Linked DNA regions of Sus scrofa: regions 2, 3 and 4 are each linked to region 1. The links are chromatin contacts, called in public HiChIP or PLAC-seq and promoter capture Hi-C maps. All regions are on one chromosome and are shown on one strand. The core of a region is the stretch at or near the end of the contact, and the rest is flanking DNA. Distances in the headings are between cores, read along the strand shown. Region 1 holds the start of SLC35D2 (solute carrier family 35 member D2). Region 2 holds the start of AAED1 (thioredoxin-like protein AAED1). Region 3 holds the start of CDC14B (dual specificity protein phosphatase CDC14B). Region 4 holds the start of ZNF782 (zinc finger protein 782).

Region 1 (2,862 bases), core at 271-2,770:
AGGCTCAAATATATATTTAACTTGACATCTTTAGCTTTTCTAAAAAGCTAGAATTTCAGATTTTTAAAATTATTTAGGGAGTTCCTGTCATGGCATAGCAGAAACAAATCCGACTAGGAACCATGGGGTTGCGGGTTCAATCCCTGGCCTTGCTCAGTGGGTTAAGGATCCGGCATTGCCATGAGCAGTGGTGTAGGTCGCAGCCACTGCTCAGATCTGGTGTTGCTGTGGGTCAGCAGCTACAGCTCTGATTAGACCCTTAGCCTGGGAACCTGCATATGCCACGGGAGCGGCCCTAAAAGGATAAAAGACAAAAAAAAAAAAAATTAGAATGAAAATATGGGACAGTTAATTGAAAAAATTCTAGAGCAAGTAGATGCTGGTCAGAGTTAACACAAACAACAAACCTATCCTTAGATGTACCCATGTAGAAAAGAAATGGGCCCTCAGGGGGAGAACCTGCCATAAAGCACCCAGAGGCAAGAAACCTGGAGACTTTGCACCCATATCATCCCTAGGCATTTCGCAAAGATAAATGAAAGTATACATTCACACAAAAACTTGTACATGAATATTCATGGACCATCTTTGTTTTTTGGCAGTTCCTAACCTGGAAACAACCAATGCCCATCACATAATCACTGAGGAATGGATACACAAGTCGTGGTACTACTCAACAATGAAAAGACTCAAACCTGGCTGAGTCACTAAAATAATAAACTGAGCCAAAAAAGCCTTGAAAGACTACATGCTCGTTTCCATGAAATTTCTGAACAGGCAAATTTAGTCTATGGTAACAGAAATCAGAATGAATTGAGGGGATCGATCGCCCTCAGTAGGACACAGTGCACTGGGGGAATGGAAGTGTTCTACGGTTTGGTTTTGTTTTTTTTTTTTTTGTATTTTGGGGGCCTCACCCAGGGCATATGGACGTTCCCAGGCTAGGGGTTGAATCGGAGCTGTATTTGCCAGCCTACACCACAGCCACAGCAACTGCCGGCACCTTAACCCACTGGGCGAGGCCAAGGATGAAACCCACATCCTCATGGTTGCTAGTCGGGGTTCGATAACCACGTAGGGAACTCAGATCTTTTTTGTTCTATGTTTTGACTTGGGTGGTTACATGGGTTACGCATTTGTCAAAACATCAAACTGTGGACTCGATTGCATTTCACTGTATGTACATTATACATTTAAAATTGTCAAAAAAAAAAAAAAAGACAAAAAAAAGTCTTAATATTTCTCGCCAAGAGAGCAAAACGGTCTTTAACATTTCTCCCCAGTCTTTGGAGGAAGATGGGGTTTTTAAACTCTGCCAAACCCGTTTCTGTGCTCCTTTCAGACAAGCCATCAGAAAGTGGTGTTTTTGAGCCCGAACTCCAGCCAAACCCGCTCTTCTCCCTCCAGTAGCTTCGGGGCGACCGATGGGGCCGCGCTGGCGTGTGGGGTTCCCGCCGCAGCCCTTCCTGTTTCGGCCGCGGGCCGGGGGTGGGGACGGAACTTGGGCGGGGCGTCCCCAAGTGCGGTGGAGGCTGGCGGCCGCTGGACATGACGGCCGGCGGCCAGGCGGAGGGCTCGGGCGCTGATCCCGGCTCCGTGGGGCTGCCTTCCCGGGCGGCCAAGCTGCTGTCCGCGCTCTTCTATGGGACCTGCTCCTTCCTCCTCGTGCTGGTCAACAAGGCGCTGCTGACCACCTACCGGTGAGGCGGGCGCCAGAGATCCGGGCGGGGTCCGCGGGGGTGCCCGGCTGCTCGGCGGCGACCCACCCCGGGGACCTTCCCGATCCGATGCCGCCCTGTCCCCGCAGGGCCTGGCAGGACACCCCGAGGTCCCCGAGCGGGGGAGTGCAGCCGGGCTGCCCCTGCCCTTGGTGCACTTGGGCCGCCCCCTGCGCAACCGACGGGCGGGGACAGCGAGCCGGGAGTGTCTCTGCTGACTCCTGCGCCGGCGTGGGTGGCTTTGTGCTTGGCACCTGGGCCATGTTTGCACCGGCCGGAACCTTCGCAGCGTTGCATAAACCGAACCACAGTCTAGCAAAGTCATTCCGCTGTCAGTGAGCGCGGACACAGGACCGCTTACTCCTGCAGGACCTTGCGCAGCGGCGCTTGTAGAGTTTTCACGAGCACCAGTGAGCTGAAACAAGTGATCTGAATGTGTTCTGTAAATGTGAACTATTCTTTGTACACATCGAGGTGTTCAACAATCAGAAGGGGCCCGGGTGGATAAGTTTATTTGCATTTGATCATTCAAAACGGGGGAAAACCAAAGTTCATATTTTAGACTTTTTTGATGAGTGTGCAGTAAACCAGGAAACTTGTGGTTCGTTGAACCTGTATGTAAAGACTAGAATATCCTGTTTAGTTATGCTTTCATTGTATCGGCATTGAAAGCCCTGTGGTTTTAGATCCAGCTCCCGCATTTAATAGCTATGCCTCTTGCGCCAGTCTCAGAGTCAGCGGTTTTTTTTTCAGATGTGAAAGTTGGATAATTACGATTATGTTAGTTACCTTCCAGAGCTCTGGCGTGAGCTATCATTAAGTGAGGGCTCTCTTTGTAAATGGTACTGTTGCTATAAGAATGTAAAATTAAAGTTTTATAAAGAACCCAAAGAGCCCTCAGAGAGTATCTTTGGCCTTCTTATTTTGTTTATGCTTGCAAAAGCTTCTATCCTGGAGTTCCTGTCGTGGCTCAGCAGAAAGGAATCTGACTAGCATCCATGAAGATGCAGGTTCGATCCCTGGCCTTGATCAGTGGGTTAAGGATCCGGCATTTCCATGAGCTGTGGTGTAGGTTGCAGATGTGCTCAGATCTGGCATTGCTGTGGCTATGGGTGTAGGCCAGTGGCTACAGCTCCAATTTAAC
Region 2 (2,700 bases), core at 50-2,549, 310 kb before region 1:
ACCAGAAGCCACAGCAGTGACAGTGCCAGATCCTCAACCCACTGCACCACTTGGGAACTCCAAGCCATTTAATTCCATTTTCTTCATCCCTCACAATCCACCATTTACATACACACACACACACACACACACACACACACACACACAGAGGCACATCTCATTTGAGGGGCCTGGTAAATAGCTATAGCAAAACAAGTCTGAAAAAAGGGCATGGACTCCTGAAATGCCTAAAACATTTATAAATAGGTTTATTATATCAGCTCTTAAGAAATAGAGCCGGGGGAATTTTTTCAAGCGACAGCAATGTTCCATATTTTTATAGGGTTGTGGATAACAGATGGATAATAAGGTAAAACTCACCTAATCGGATTGATGCATAGGTTGTGATAGAGTAAAATGTTAACAGTAGAATCTAGGTAGTGGATATAAGAGTGTTCACTGGAAAAATCTTTCACCTTTTTGGGCAGGTTTAAAATTTTCCATGATAAAATGTTGGCAAATTATTAAATTTAAAAATTTAATTTAAAAAATGTGGGAGTTCCCGTCGTGGCTCAGTGGTTAACGAATTCAACTGGGAATCATGAGGTTGAGGGTTCGATCCCTGGCCTCGCTCAGTGGGTTAAGGATCTGGTGTTGCCGTGAGCTGTGGTGTAGGTCACAGACACCGCTCGGATCCTGCGTTGCTGTGGCTGTGGCGTAGGCCGGCAGCTGCAGCTCCAATTAGACCCCTGGCCTGGGAATCTCCATATGCCACGGGTGCAGCCCTAGAAAAGACAAAAAGCAAAAAAAATAAAAAATAAAAAAAAATAATTCCACCCTTAAGATCTGCACGACACCGTATGGTAATAATATCTTAAAAAAAAAAAGTAAGAGAGCTGAAAAAGGAGAGGGTTAAAAACGTACTAGATGGAAAAAAATCTATCCCATCACGGCATGTCCTTGGGCACTAGCTGTCTTGAACAGATAAAAACTAACTTCGGCTGATGCAGCTACGGAGTGAGCTGCTTTCTTCCCTTCTGGGCTCAGACCCTCCTCTTTCTCTCTTCTTACCAAGAGTTGGCTGAGTCAGAAAACGCGAGAGCGGGTCTCTACTTTCCCGCAACATCTCGACCGCCTGAGCTGCGTACAAGCCGAGACTCACCGGCAAGGTGCCACACTCGTCCCCCGCGGCGGGTCTGGACCAGACGCAGCTCCGCCCCTGCCCAGTGCCCCGCCCCTGCGCAGTGTTCCGCCCCGCCCTGCCTATGCACCCCGCCCCCTGCCCCGTGCCCCGCCCCCTGCCCCGTGCCCCGCCCCTTGCTCCTAGTTTGGCTGCAATCCCGCTCACAGACTGTCCCCAGCCGGTGCGACCTACGGGCGGGTAGTTCCTGGGCACGATGGCTTCGCCATTCGTGGCTCCGGTCACGCGGCAAGTCAGCGGTCGCGCCGCTCCAGCCTCAATTCCAAGCGGCCCCGAGAGTGGGCAGCCCCTGGCCGCCACCGTGGCCGAGATGCCCGTGCTGGACGCCTCCGGGAGGCGGGTGCTGTTCGGCTCGCTGTTCCGAGAGCGACGGGCTGTCGTGGTCTTTGTGCGGGTGAGCGCGGGCGGCGAGACAACCCGGAGCTGGGACCTCGCCCGCAGGCTGGGACGGAGGTTGCTTCCACGGCCCCAGCTAGGGGAAGTCCATCGGGTCCCTCAAAGGGTCCGGGGCCCGAGAGGGGAGACTGCTGGGCCTGGCCCTTCCCGTGATCATCCACTAGAGGCTTCTGGAATGCGAACTGCTCCTCTTGCTTCCTTGAACGGGAATAGAAAAGCAGCCCGCCAAGCCAAGGCCATTTTCTCAGCAAGCGAGGAGGCCTAGCAGGGACCGGGTGCGGCCTAATTTCAGTGCACTTTCGGGCGCTTCAGACTTTTTTTTTTTTTTCCTCTGACATCTTTTTCTACCTGCATGGGTGTTGCGTGAAGTAGTGTCACGCACAATAAAGTACTTGGTCCTTTGTGGATTCTGAAGTTGTTAGTTGCTAACTTGTCCTTTTTTGCCCATGTTGGGATTTCAGCATTTCCTGTGTTACATCTGCAAGGAATACGTAGAAGATCTGGCCAAAATCCCCAAGAGTTTCTTACAAGTAAGTTTCCTAAGCTTGAACAGCCGCGTGCCCGCTTCAGGGCAGCCTTGCGAAAGTCATCTGTCATTTATGAGGACTGCAATGGGATGAGGTGAGAGGAACGCGCCTCCTCTCCTTCGCAGACACAAACCCAGACTATTGCCATTCCACACATCTCTCCAACGCCTCTAAAAGGGGGTCAGACGCGTTAGAAATCTGTTTCGGGCCGTTTCATTCCTGCCTGATTATAAACATATTATCCATAATAATACTTTTGATGTTATTTAATAACTTGCTGTTCTTAAAAGTTGATTGATGACCAAAACCAAATGTTAGAAATTATTGCTGTTTCCTTCCCTTTATTTTTGCAATAAATAACACTCCAGGGGAGTTCCTGTCGTGGCGCAGTGGTTAACAAATCCGACTAGGAACCATGAGGTTGCGGGTTCGGTCCCTGCCCTTGCTCAGTGGGTTAACGATCTGGCGTTGCCGTGAGCTGTGGTGTAGGTTGCAGACGGGGCTCAGATCCCACGTTGCTGTGGCTCTGGCGTAGGCCAGTGGCTCCAGCTCCGATTGGACCCCTAGCCTGGGAACCTCCATATGCCGCGGGAGCGG
Region 3 (2,700 bases), core at 72-2,571, 270 kb before region 1:
CCTTCTAGAGGCTGGCTGTAATTGTGGAAAGTGCTGGTGAAAATTGGGACTAGGTGGCTAGAAGTAGAATTTTGGGGTCTAAAATCTAGATACTGCCCACCGGTCTTCTGACACTTTTCTATGCCGCCACGGATATTTGTTCGAAGCAAAGACCCTTCAAAATGTTAGTCTTGGTTAAATTCTAGAAAGATCTGTCATTATTTTAACTCAGTAGGAAAAAGAAAAAAAAAAAAAAAAAGGAGATTGATTACTTGTTTCAATACTTCACCGACTGGACCTGTCAATACCTTAGGTAAGAAAAACATAGCAACTGGTGTATGAAACTACTGAGTCAATCCCGGTACAGGATTCCAAGATGACGAACTTCGAAGTGCAAACCATTGTAGTATATCGTGTTTCTATGGTAGTTTTATCGACTCCTTAAGAAGCTCTTGCTTGGACTATTTGAATCCTGGGCATAGGTCACTAAAAAGAGCGTAGCTGATTTAAATAGTTCCTAAATTCTGAAATCAACTCCACCTTAAGTCTACATAACAGCGGACAATTCACTAAGTCCATTCTCTTTTCCAAGCCAGCCGCCATGGCACGAGCCCCTTTGACTTGGAGCGATACAGACGGAAAACCAAGAAATACCTTAAAAAAATATACACGCCAAAGAACCGCAGTTAAGTTACTAGGGTAGAGGCTGTGTAAAGCGTTGATGACTCACTAAAGGAAGTTTGAAACTGGGGTCTTGGCATTCTGGGAACATAGAAGAAACAGAAGTTAGAGGGCTTGCGGAGGGTCGCGAGTGCACTTTTATCTTTGATTGGCGGAACCACTCAGACTTTTCTTTATGGCGTCACCGGCTACCTGCCTGTAGAAAAGCTCCGTCTCCGTGACGTCACGACTCACTGACCAATGAAAGGACTCAGTCTGCGGGCCCCGAGGAGGGTTGTGGGCCCTTTTTTGTGAATGAAGCTCCACGGAACAGCCCTCCTGGGGTCCCTGGGAGCCGCGGCCCGCTGTGCTCGGGCGCCTCGGCAGCAGCGTCTGCAGCTGCGGTGGGCGCGCGCGGTTACCCCGGGCAGCCCCTGGCGCCGGCCGCAGCACCGTCGCCTCCGCCGCGCCAGCGGGCAGCGGGCACCTGGGGGCGGGCTGGGGGGCGCCCGCAGCAGCAGCAGCAGGAGGCGCTATACCAAGGGCTGCGGCGCCGGTCCCGCGGCGGCCGCAGGAGGGAGCGGGGCAGGCGCGGTGGGCCCGGCCCCTCCTCCGGCTCCTGCGCGGCCACCCGCGCCGGGCTCCGCCGTCGCCGCAGCGCCCCTCCGCGCCCGCCGCCCCGAGCGCCCGCGCGCGGGGCTGGCGGGGGCTTTGGCGGGCTAGCGGGCGCGCGGGGCCATGGTCGTGGTCCCCTGACGGGCCGCGGCCGCCTCCATGAAGCGGAAGAGCGAGCGGCGGCCGAGCTGGGCCGCCGCGCCCCCTTGCTCGCGGCGGTGTTCGTCGTCCTCGCAGGGAGTGAAGAAGAGCCGCAGCTCCACGTCGCAGGAACTGCACAACCTGGACCAACGGGACGACCTGTACCTGGACATCACCGGTGAGCCAGCGAGCGAGCGAGCGCACGGTGGGCCGCCTCGGACACGCGGCACCCGGCGCGGGGGTCCTAGCCCACCCACCCAGGCGGTATAGGCGCCTCCTGGGGCCCGACTGACACGCCTCCACCCCCCACCCCATAAAAGCCCCAGCCGGCCACACCCCCTTCAGGAGCCGGGCTCTCTGGGAGCGCCCGCCTACCCCGAGTTTCCATCTGCGTTTGCTGCGATCTGTAACTTTATCCGTTTTGCACCCTCCTACCCCAGCCAAGATGGCCCGAGGGTCACCTTTCTAAATGGCTGGCGTCAGCTCGGCGCCTCCGGCTTTTCCTAAATCCAAGTTGATAACGCCTCCCAGGTTGGAAGGTCGGTTGGCCCTTAACAAGAGTCTGAACCTCCGAGTCACTCCCAAAGGATTCCCCGAGCGCGCTGAACTCGCCTGCACGGGAGCTGCCTTGTTTATTTGGCGTTTGCCAAGCCTCCGCTGCTCTGTGGGAAATGGAGTCCCTCCCGCCTGGGGCGGCGTTCCCCGGCCCGGCCGGGGAGCCTGATCCTTGCCCTGGTCCTCAAGGCACTTGCCCCCTCCCCAGTGCGCGCACGAGCACTGCCCAGACCCTCCTGGGGAAAATTCCCTTGCCTTGCTTCTGGAAGGAATGTGTCACGTTGATGGCTTTTGAATCGGTCAGCGTGCCGAATGCTCAGAGTTGTCACTTTTGAGAAATAGCAGGTAGAAAAGCAGCCGTTTGATAGATGCCTTATTATTAGTGCTGATTGTACAATTCCTGAAAATGTAATAAATCCAGTTTGGGAGCTGTGGGGTTTGCCAGGATTGACACTGAGGACTGTGAAGGCATTAAATATGAGGATGTATGTGGTAAGGCTTTGTAAACAGCACAGCTGTCTACAATTTTGAGGGATTTTGCAGTCTGTTTTCGTGTGGCGCGGAATGTGGAAACCTCGGTGTGTGGGATTTTTATAAACTGTTTCCCGCCCTTAGCCTTTGCTAAAACCAGGTGAGCTGGAGCGGTCAGGACATTAATTTAGAAAGTGTTCAAACACAGAATTTTAGTAGAAATTATTTTCTAAGTGGATGGACAGTGGGACACAGAAGGTCCATTTTGCAGAAAGCTGA
Region 4 (2,897 bases), core at 345-2,844, 450 kb before region 1:
CTGTTGTGCCTCAGTAGAAACTCCTACCCAACATTTTTTGGAGACACATTTATTAGACTCAAGTTTCCCTTTGTTTCTTGACAAATGACACCTGTTTCTTGAGGTAACCCTGACAACAACCTGGATCATAAACCCCATAAGGATAGGAAATTTAATATCTTTTATTTAATATTGCTTTCATAACATCTAGAAAGATGTCTGTTGCATAGTAAATCTTCAATAAATGTTTGTTTCATGAAGTGATAATTTTCTATCCATGGGTGATCTTTATGTTAAAGTCTATTATGATTGATTTAATATAATATTGATTTTGGAGTTCCCATTGTGGCTCAGTGGAAATGAATCCAACTACTATCCATGAGGTTTGATCCTTGGCCTAGTTCCGTGAGTCAGGGATCCGGATGAGCTGTGGTATAGGTTGCAGATGCGACTTGGATCTACTGTTTCTGTGGGTGGCAAAGGCAAGCAGCTGTAGCTCTGACTCGACCCCTAGGCTGGGAACTTCCATATGCCACTGGGTGCAGCCCTAAAAAAGCAAAAATACATACATATACATATATGTAATATTGATTTAATACAATTTGACCAGCATTTTTGTGCTTATTTATAATTCATTAATGACAAAGGATAATGTCAGCAAAAAGCAAACAAACTTATGTGCACAGAAATCCAAGATCAATGGAATTTAATCAACAACATTTGTTGAAACAATAAAAGAATTCAGCTGGAAACCATGTGGTTTTTTTGAGATAAAAAAAGTTTAAATTTTTGTTTGAAAAATAGCTTGTAAAGAAAGTTTCACATTTGTGACTATACCAGTGGGTATGAATATATTTACATAGGAAATGTGGAAAGGTGTAATCAGATATTACAGGTGGTTATTATATTTAACTTTTCTATTTTTTGTTAGTTTAATTTTATAATAAACAGCAATTTTAAACAATTATTTGCTATTTATAACATACAGCAATCACTAGGAAATAATGTTTATGCATAAATCCAACAGATTCCCTGTATACAGTTACAGCTGCAGCACTGTCCTGAAACCCCACCCCACCCCCAAGAGAACCTCCACACTGGATTCTAGGCATCCAGTACGGGGCTTAGGGGTTAATGGTGCTGTTGGCTGCTTAGAAACAGGGTACAAGCCCCACATGAAAAATAATAAAATTATAATTTTACAGCTATTTAATTTCAATCGCCCTGCCATTTTTTTTCTTGCAAAATCAATTTTCCTACATAACTCCAAAATTCTATCACACTTTACCTAAGTATTGGTAATTTTAATATTTTCAAAATCCAATACATATTCAAGTTTCCCCAACTGCTTCCAAACCACTTATCAAAAAACAAACAAACAAAACTGCTATTTCAATCGGGAGTCAATAGAGGACCACACTTTGCATCTGGCAGTTAAGCTCAAGTTTAACCCGTTCTCTTCCAGGTTGTTGAGATCCTGGGCAGGAGACAGCACTTTCTAGACTGACCCCTTCAGCTTTCTAAACTGCGCAAATGCCAAAGTAGCGACCTCCAGAGCGGACGCGGAGGTGTATGGGAAATGTAGTCTCGAATCAGTCTGTTTTACCTCGCGGCACTCTGGGAAGGAGAGGCTAGGCTTCTTTTGCGCGTGCGCAGCAGTAGTCCCGTCACCTCACTCGTCTTCTCTGGGCTCCGGGAAGCGGTTTGGGAACCTGGGGGGTCTGCTCGAAGGAGGCGCACCTGGGGTGAGAGTGCGGGTGACTAGCTAGGAGGGGTGCATTTGTGCCTAAGGATGGGAACGGAAAGTCTTTGGGACTCCCTCCAATGAGCGCTAGTGTATGAGCCCCAGCAGGCCCTCTGCCTGTTGGAAGGCTGGTAGCGGGGTACCCCTGCCCGCTGCTCCTGGGGCGCAGGTCAGGCTGATCCGGTTAAGAGCAGATGTTCAGGAGTTCCCTTGGTGGCTCAGCGGTAAGGAACCCGACTAGTAGCCATGAGGACATGGGTTCGATCCCTGGCCTACTCAGTGGATTAAGCATCCAGCCTTGCCCCAAGCTGTGGTGTAGGTCGGAGCAGTGGCTTGCATCCGGCTGCTGTGGTTGTGGTGTAGGACAGCTAAACTCCGATTGGACCCCTAGCTTGGGAACTTACAAATGCCGTAGGTGCGGCCCTAAAAATACCAAAAAAAAAAAAAAGCAGATGCTCATTGTAGGCCTGGGGGTGTGGGGACCGTGTGCCCAGCCTCGCCTGCAGCCTTACAGGGAAAAAAAGCCCATGTCAGCAGCAGGGGGGAAATAATTGCATTTATGGTACTGAGGGTGGTCCTGGCCTCTGTGATGAGAGCCCCAGCTCTGGATCCAGAAGGGCCTTGGTAAATTCCCCCTGTCACCTGTACGCAGGGTGACAGAACCTGGATAAGAGTACAGTTTCTCGAGTGAAAATGGTATTAATGATGACTGTTTTATAGCATAGATCAGAGGCATCACTTGTAAATTATTTAGACAAATGCCAGATACTGAGCACTGGGTAAGTGACAACTGCTATTGTAGTTGGAAGACACTTTATTCTTTTCATTTGATGGCTTTATGTAACCCACACAACCACATTAACAAATACCGAGGCACAGATTGGTGGAACGATGCTCAGGTCACAAGCCAGCAGTGAGGGAGTTTGGATGCAAGGGCATGTGTGCGGTTTACTTACAGCCTCAGGCTTTGTCTCAGTATCACACCTGCCCAAAACCATCATTGTAGCCTTAACAGCACTTAGCAAAGTGGCCTGTCCCCAATTTCCAGAAATATGAAGGAACGTGAATGTAGATGGATTCCAACCATGTGTCAAATGTATTCTGGGACTTCTAGTGTCTCTTCAAGTCACTTGGGTCAGAGGTCCCAGGCCCCTTCTGCATGGTCAGGCTCTCT

Evidence for each region. Promoter capture Hi-C pulls out the DNA fragments that hold promoters and counts their contacts. HiChIP or PLAC-seq counts read pairs in DNA pulled down with a chosen protein or histone mark.
Region 2: a promoter capture Hi-C map of fetal liver shows a contact between it and region 1, with 5 times the contacts expected there. The contact joins the promoter of AAED1 here to the promoter of SLC35D2 in region 1. A contact is called at or near these places in 2 of 5 promoter capture datasets (fetal liver and liver) and 1 of 2 datasets of contacts at active chromatin or transcription factors (alveolar macrophages).
Region 3: a contact with region 1 is called in an H3K27ac HiChIP or PLAC-seq map of skeletal muscle, with 5 times the contacts expected there. The contact joins the promoter of CDC14B here to the promoter of SLC35D2 in region 1. A contact is called at or near these places in 2 of 5 promoter capture datasets (fetal liver and fetal skeletal muscle), 2 of 47 Hi-C or Micro-C datasets (embryonic fibroblasts and heart right ventricle) and 1 of 2 datasets of contacts at active chromatin or transcription factors (skeletal muscle).
Region 4: an H3K27ac HiChIP or PLAC-seq map of skeletal muscle shows a contact between it and region 1, with 6 times the contacts expected there. The contact joins the promoter of ZNF782 here to the promoter of SLC35D2 in region 1. A contact is called at or near these places in 1 of 5 promoter capture datasets (fetal liver) and 1 of 2 datasets of contacts at active chromatin or transcription factors (skeletal muscle).

Annotation. Positions count from the first base shown.
Region 1 is chr10:25,736,737-25,739,598 of Sscrofa11.1, forward strand. It overlaps SLC35D2 (solute carrier family 35 member D2), which reads left to right and starts at 1,521. Exons shown (of 10, transcript NM_001244362.1): 1 at 1,521-1,700. The coding sequence starts at 1,549.
Region 2 is chr10:25,426,832-25,429,531 of Sscrofa11.1, forward strand. It overlaps AAED1 (thioredoxin-like protein AAED1), which reads left to right and starts at 1,300. Exons shown (of 6, transcript XM_003130856.4): 1 at 1,300-1,574; 2 at 2,038-2,106. The coding sequence starts at 1,377.
Region 3 is chr10:25,470,655-25,473,354 of Sscrofa11.1, forward strand. CDC14B (dual specificity protein phosphatase CDC14B) reads left to right here and starts at 1,322. Exons shown (of 15, transcript XM_021064578.1): 1 at 1,322-1,573. The coding sequence starts at 1,414.
Region 4 is chr10:25,282,368-25,285,264 of Sscrofa11.1, forward strand. It overlaps ZNF782 (zinc finger protein 782), which reads left to right and starts at 1,595. Exons shown (of 6, transcript XM_021064572.1): 1 at 1,595-1,724.